Linked DNA regions of Sus scrofa: region 1 is linked to region 2. A link is a contact called in public Hi-C data. All regions are on one chromosome and are shown on one strand. The core of a region is the stretch at or near the end of the contact, and the rest is flanking DNA. Distances in the headings are between cores, read along the strand shown.

Evidence for each region. A called contact is a pair of places that touch in the nucleus more often than the background predicts.
Region 1: a contact with region 2 is called in a Hi-C map of fetal skeletal muscle, with 2.7 times the contacts expected there. The contact joins two enhancer-like sites. A contact is called at or near these places in 1 of 5 promoter capture datasets (fetal skeletal muscle) and 20 of 47 Hi-C or Micro-C datasets (adipocytes, adipose tissue, alveolar macrophages and 12 more).

Annotation. Positions count from the first base shown.
Region 1 is chr1:79,851,111-79,854,763 of Sscrofa11.1, reverse strand. No RefSeq gene overlaps it. Among named protein-coding and RNA genes, the nearest start is that of HDAC2, 49 kb to the left of the region's middle. Within about 2 kb of position 1,988, at least 2 of the 83 cell types and tissues checked have an H3K27ac peak or open chromatin away from gene starts, as enhancers often do. A contact at or near this core is called in fetal skeletal muscle, where this site is marked.
Region 2 is chr1:78,301,230-78,304,927 of Sscrofa11.1, reverse strand. No RefSeq gene overlaps it. Among named protein-coding and RNA genes, the nearest start is that of RFPL4B, 9.2 kb to the left of the region's middle. Within about 2 kb of position 2,372, at least 2 of the 83 cell types and tissues checked have an H3K27ac peak or open chromatin away from gene starts, as enhancers often do. A contact at or near this core is called in fetal skeletal muscle, where this site is marked.

The sequences.
Region 1 (3,653 bases), core at 739-3,238, 1.6 Mb before region 2:
GGGCTTTGACTGCTTCAACCAAAGCAGTACAGATCTTGCAAGGCTGGGGCATAAAACAGCATTCAGCCTCTTCCTTGTGCTCCTGGGACATGCGCTTCAGGGGAACCCAGCTGCCTTGTAAGAAACCTGACCACCCTGTAACTGCCCTGCTGGAAAGGTCCCTACAAACACTCCAGTTGAGAGTCCTAGCTGAGCCCAGTCTTTCAGCGGCCCTCCCCACCCCCAAGGCACCTGGACACATGAGTGAAGCCATCTTGAAACCTCTGGCCCAGCCCATGCCCAGTGAGCGCCGCTGAGTGACTTCAGGCTGTCTGGGCAGGAGTGAGAGAGTTGCTCAGCTCTGTGGATGCCCCTCAGCCTGCTCAGACTCTGACAACCCACCCTGAGGCTCCTCCAGCTATGGGTACCCTCCTTGGCTCAGCCTTGCCTACAATTTTTCTTCAGAAAGAGAAGGAAAAGAAAGGGAATGGGGTGAGTAAAAGGCCAAACTTGGAGTCCTATTCTCTGTCACTATTAGTGCCTGATTTAAGGCAAGTTATTTCACCTCATCATTCCTTAGTTAGTTTATTAAGTATTAATTTTTATGGGGAAATAAAGTGTCTTTTGTGTGGCCAGTACATCAGAGAAATGGATGTTCATGGGCTCGGTGTGTTCTCATCTTTGAATATCTTTTTTTTTTTTTAATTTTTTTGTCTTTTTGCCATTTCTTAGGCTGCTCCCACGGCATATGGAGGTCCCCAGGCTAGGGGTCTAATCGGAGCTGTAGCTGCCAGCCTACACCAGAGCCATAGCAACAGGGGATCCAAGCCGTGTCTACGACCTACACCACAGCTCACGGCAATGCTGGACCATTAACCCACTGAGCAAGGGCGGGGATCAAACCGCAACCTCATGGTTCCTAGTCAGATTCGTTAACCACTAAGCCACGATGGAAACTCCTCATCTTTGAATATCTTTCTCCTTCATTTCCTGTATTCAATCCATTGGGCTTTATTTGTTTCTTCCTTCACAGTATCTTTAAATTTTGTCTATTTAAGATCATATATTAACATTATATAGTAGGCATTTAAAATACCGTAATTCAGTCTTTTCAAGAATTATACAAGCTGGTTTCACATCCATTTTCTAAGTAGAGAAACATTTGGAGAGGTTGGGGGTCAGAGTTCCCAAGTGGTTGAGCGTTGATTCAAGCCTAGGCCTTTTTTACTCTGAAGTCTGCTTTTCCAAGGAGCATGTGCTGCTTTCTTTCAGTTCTACTGGAATAACCTTCCTCATTTTCCCCATGGACAACAGCCTCTTAGTTTACCTTCCTTTCCTCCAAGTTCTTTCTGCTTTAATCCACACTGCTCAACCCTATACCCTGTCACCAGGTTATCTTATACACATATACTGCCCAAATCAAGGTCCTTAAAAGCTTTTGATTGCATCTGGCAGGGAAGAGAGCTGTGAGGTTCTAGTGGCTTCACAGGACTTTGTGGGGAGAATTTTTCTGCACCCATTAAAATTTTCTAAGAAAAAAGTGTTTGTGAATTATCAGAAGAATATGAGACAGTTAAGACCTTCCAGAGCACTTGAATGCAGGTCAGTGGAATCTAGAGGGCATGGGACATGCGGACGGGATGAGCCAGGGATCCGGTTATTGCTGCTCTCTGTTCCCTCTTGCACGTCAAGGGAAGGTGCGTCCCTCACCACCGCACAGGAGGCCAGGTCTGGGAAACCTACCAACAGTCCACGATGGAAACTGGAAAAGGAAACTGATGTTTTGATTAAGCGAATATTTGAAATTATTTCATTCCAAAGAAAAATACCCCAATTAAAGTGCCAAGCATTCAGTATTCACAAACAGAAAACAGATGCAACATGTGTTCAGTTTGAAACTGACTTGGGAATAACTCTCCCGAAATTGAATGTGGACATATTTAAACAATGTAATTCATAGCAGAGCTCTGGAGGGTTTTCTAAGAGGAGACAAAGGAGTACTATACACACACATTTAGCCATCCCTAGAGTATGGGCATGACCAAATGTAATAAATACATGTCCGCTATTTAGCTCTGCAATTTCCACATGTTTTTTAAGTGACTACATTGCTGATTACATAAGACACTAAAATCTTTTTGGAAATATGTATAGTCATAATGATTTTAGAACCAAATTATAAACATGATTAATGATTGGAAAAAAAAACTTTTTCTGATTCTCAAGTTCCATGCTATCCTTAAAAAAAAAAGAAAAAAAAATCTCTGCTTCCCGCTTTGGAAAGTGAACTTGGAGCCACATTTACTTTCTCTTAGAAACTTCAAAAAATTTTCTCGTCCTTTGATCCTCTTAGGAAAATGGATTTTATCACTCTGAAGAAAATAAAATTCTCAAGGTTCTTGTATCCCTATTGCACAAATATAAAAGTATTTTTGGAGTACAAAAATAGGATCATAGTTTTTTGAAAATAGCTATCAGGGTGGCTAGATTTTAGGTAATCTTCCATCCAAGTGAATCAAAAAGTTTTGGTATATCCATAAAAATACTTCTACATAGTTCTAACTGGAAAGGTGATGGTGGATACCAAATGGTAACATTTTACAGTCAGTACGATCATCAGTATTTTGTATGTTTTTTTTCCAACAAATGAGAGTTCTCATTCTGAATGTGCAGTTTTAGCAACACTTCTCACATTCAAAATAAATTTCTGTAGAATCTATTCAACGAATACATATTGAATGCTCCCTGTGTACAAAACATTGTATACTGTGCTGTTATGAACAGTATAATGTTTAAACTTTTATATTGGTTAATTCATGTGTTACTTTTATTCACTGAATTTTTTTTTTTTTTTTGGCTTTTTAGGGCCACACCCACAGCAAATGGAGGTTTCCAGGCTAGGGGTCCAACTGAAGCTACAGCTGCTGGCCCACGCTGTGGCCACATCAGATCTGAGGGGCATCTGCAACCTACACCACAGCTCACAGCAGTGCTGGATCCTTAACCCACTGAGCGAGGGCAGGGATTGACCCCACAACCTCATAGTTCCTAGTCAGATTTGTATCCACTGCTTCATGATGGGAACTCCCACTGATTTTTTTTTTTTTGAAACAAATTTTCCACCTGATTTTTTAATGCTACTTCCTCACTAATGTACTGTGCAATTGAGCATGTACCCCTGTGGTCCGAATTACTAAAAAGAATGGGTTGAAGATGGTAGATTTTGCATCTAATAAATTTTTTAATAATCAACCCTTTAAAAATGTGGAGTAAGATTAAATGTAAGTAAAACCAGGAACAGATAGATTTATTTTTTTAATGATTTTTATTTTTTTCTTTATAGCTCATTTACATTGTTCTGTCAATTTTCTACAGTACAGCAAACAGACCCAGTCACACACATATATACATTCTTTTTCTCACATTATCCTCCATCGTGCTCCATCATAAGTGATTAAATCTAGTTCCCAGTGCTATGCAGCAGGATTTCATTGCTGATCCATTCCAAAGGCAATAGTTTGCATCTATTAGCCCCAGATTCCCAGTCCATCCCACTCCCTCCCCCTCCCCCTCCCCCCCTTTCCCTTCTGCAACCACAGGTCTATTCTCCAAGTCCATGAGTTTCTTTTCTGTGGAAAGGTTCATTTGTGCTGTATATTAGATTCCAGATATAA
Region 2 (3,698 bases), core at 1,123-3,622:
TGGTTTCTTCAGACTTTATCTGGGGATTGAAAATCCTGGATCCTGGCTACATTTTCTACTGAACTTTGCATTTTACGGGTAGTTTATCGCCTAACTGAAGAAAGATGTGTGACTCATTGGATTGTGTGTACTTCTACATGTCCTCGTCTGCCTGGACATTAGCTCTTCGGGGTTTTTTAATAGTTCTATTAGTGAGTTCCTTAGCATGGTATCATTGCAAGATAAGAAACGGCAATGACTAATTAGCAGAATCTGTACAGCCCTGTGTATGTAGCGTGGGATGGCTTATGCAGTCAAATGTTCCAATTAACTATCATCTAAATGCAACAGGCTTTCTTAGCAGCATGCTGAGCATTGTCATGAGGTAAATCTAAATAAACAAACCAAAATAAGAAGAGCCAGCAACATCCCAAGGCTTGCACACAAACATCCATTGTCTATATTTGAGATTCACACACTGTTAAATACTTAGGCGATCTCAAACAGGAATAATACAGGCGATGCCCTATATGTTACAGCCCAATTAAGAGAGGTAATATAAATATATGAGAAGGTAAATACTGTTGCAAAATAGACAAGACAGCCTGTGGTATGTAATGATGCATCTTTTTAACCACATCTATGTATAGATAGATAACAGAGGACAACATATTTTGGTCTGTTTTTAGACAGCTTCTTTTCAGAACCCTCATACCATTTAATTGCTCATTTCTTAGAATAGTACCAAAGACCTTTGCAAGCAATGTCAACTATTCTATCCTACATGAATGGAATGGAAATAACTGGTATAGTTTTATTTCCTAACCAAGCTCTCCCCTGTCCTAAAATAATTCCAATTATCCATGACTGTTCACAGGAAGTGTCCAACAAGTATTAAGAATTGATAGCTTGTAATGAATTTCTTTCTTTCTTTAGCTTTTTAGGGCCACACCTGCAGCATATGAAAGCTCCCAAGCTACGGGTCAAATTGAAGCTGTAGTTGCCAGCCTATACCACAGCCACAGCAACACCAAATCTAAGCCTCATCTGCAATCTACACCACAGCTCACAGCAATGCTGGATCTTTAACCCACTAAGCAAGGCCAGGGATCGAACCCTCATCCTCATGGATTCTAGTGATCCTAGTCGGATTCATTACCACTGAGCCACTACGGGAACTCCTATAATGAATTTCTTTACTGATTCATGTTCTCCTACCACAAACAATGTATTAATATGCCCCTGTATCCCATGCCTCTGCTATAGATGCCAATTAGGCATCTGAGCATCTCTACAGATGTGAGGTAGCTTCAGTTCTGATTCTCAAGGTCTGGGCTGCAAATTTGGACATGGAAGGGGTTAACCTGCACATGTAAATGGTAACTGGAAGATAGGGAAGTGATTGGGATTGCCCATGAAAGGTGTGCAAAATAAAAAGGAAGGCCTAGGACAGAACCCTGAAAAGCAACAGCATTTAAGGAAAAAGGAAAAGCAACCCGCAAAAGAGACTATGCTAAAGACTCTGAGGAAAGAGATCCCTGCAATCAACAACACAATTCTGGAATCCAATGGCTTCCAGTCCAACAGAAGCAACTCTAAGAATGCCTTGCAGTTCAGCCGAACTTGGGCTAGAAGAAAAGAGTCAGGTCAGGAAGAGCCAAAGCAGGAGTTCCAGGGGACCGTGTAATTGGATACAGGTCTAAACTCTAAATGGACAAAGAGGTCTGCAAAAGTAAATATGAGGTAGCGTATTAGTCCGAGTGAGAAAGGCCAGGCAGGCCACACACGCTGCAAAATGGAGGTCAGAGCAAAGCTTCCAATTCAAGGGCAAAAACCCAGACAGGAGGGCAGTTTGAGAGTGCAAGCGTGCATATGTGTCTACTTAAATTATTAAGTCTCGGTGTAATTGTTATACACAGTGTATGCATAACATCTCTCCTTTCCTTTAAGAGTGTCTATTCTAGGGAAATTCTCTTTTTTAAAAATATCTGTTACTTGTTTTGGCCAAGATCTCCTTTGCTAGCATTTAAGAATAAGCAGCAAATTAGAAATGATTTCTTTGCTTATTAATGAAGTAGTCACAGTTTTAAAATCTTCAATAAAACTTTTCCAGATGCCTATCTCTTCTGTAATAAAAATTTTAACATATCTTACATAATTTTTAGGGCTATTGGAAAATAATTAGCAAGTTTTAGGGGAGATACTACGCAAAAACATTAAAATGCTTTAAAATAACCCAAGAACAGTCGCCTGATTAACATGGCCTTGAGATGAACAAATTAGTCCACCCATGTTGTTGAAAAGTCAAATCACTAAAGTATATCCAGCTGGCGCTAATGAAATGTCCAGAGGACTTAACTGTAGTTTCCCAGAGTGATCTTGGGTTAGGGATTAATAAAAAATGAAGTGCAGGGAGGTCAGCACATCATATAACCAAAAGATTATTCCATGCATTGAAGAGTTTTCAAGTACAGATTTTTTTTTTTTTCAGGCTTAAAGACACTTAAGATTCTTTTGGTGTCAAAACAGTTCAAATCACTGATTTGGCAAAACTAAGTTTATGTAGAGAAATCATTTCCTAGGAGGATAACCTCTTCCTCTGGGCTGGAAAAAAACAACACTCCTGTCCAGAGATTACATTATCTCCCAGTCCGTTGCCCCTGCAAGGCTGAGGCAGAATCTGTGTAGCACAGCGCCATCTACCGCGTCTCTGAGGGAACTGGAGCCCCAGCCCGCAATATTTTTCATTCTAACCTTGATGGCAATCAGGAAACCAATCAATGAGTGTCACTTCCCTTCCACTTGTGGGAGGTTTTATGAATATTACAAAAAGATATAAATGAGAGATGTGAACTTATGCAGTTAGAGCCATCGAGATCAATAGGATGATTCTTTTAGGAACGGTGCAGTAAAATTAGACAAGAAATTGTCTCACTGAGGGAAATCAGTGAATAAAATTCGTGATCCCTTTTCTTGATAGAGAACAGGCAAAAAGCCAATCCGTTTTGGATTTTTAAAAAAATCCAGTCCCAAATACTATAAAATTGGGTTGCAATGATCATTGTATAGCTATACATGTAATAAAATTCATTGAGTAATAAAAAAAAAAATCCAAACCCAAAGCTCACAACTCTAAAATGACTGAATTAGGTATATGTAGAGGAAAGGAAAATTTTCATGTAGATCTGTTTTATTTGCCTTCTAGGATTATCAGTTCAAAGGTCAGCAGTTTCTATTTGATCCATCCTCTTCCATTTTTTCATCTTGGTACCTAACTTCAGGTCCTTTCTCTGCAAGAATGAGGCCAAAGGAAAGGAGACAATGCATACCACAGAAATGTCACATATGGGTTTAGTTAACTGAGATTGTTAGCATTCTGATAGGTGAGTGGGGAAAGAGATTTTGAAATCCAAATAGAATTTCATTATGGATTTAATTACCAAATCACCAATACTATAATAACTGAATACTGGGTGAATATCAATTTAATAGTTAATTAGACTCTGTGCCTAGTACATGGTTGGCACACACTTGTTCCTAGTACTAGTGACCCCTAGTAAGATCAGCTTTGCTAGGAGTCTGCCGACTGCTGAGAAACTCTGCGCATTAGCAGAGAGCTTGAAATGCCACGATGCCAAATACCCTTTCTCCTAACATGATAGGCACGGTCCATAAAGATTCCTCCAGGGAGAATAACAGTATAAGATGACTCCTTGTGT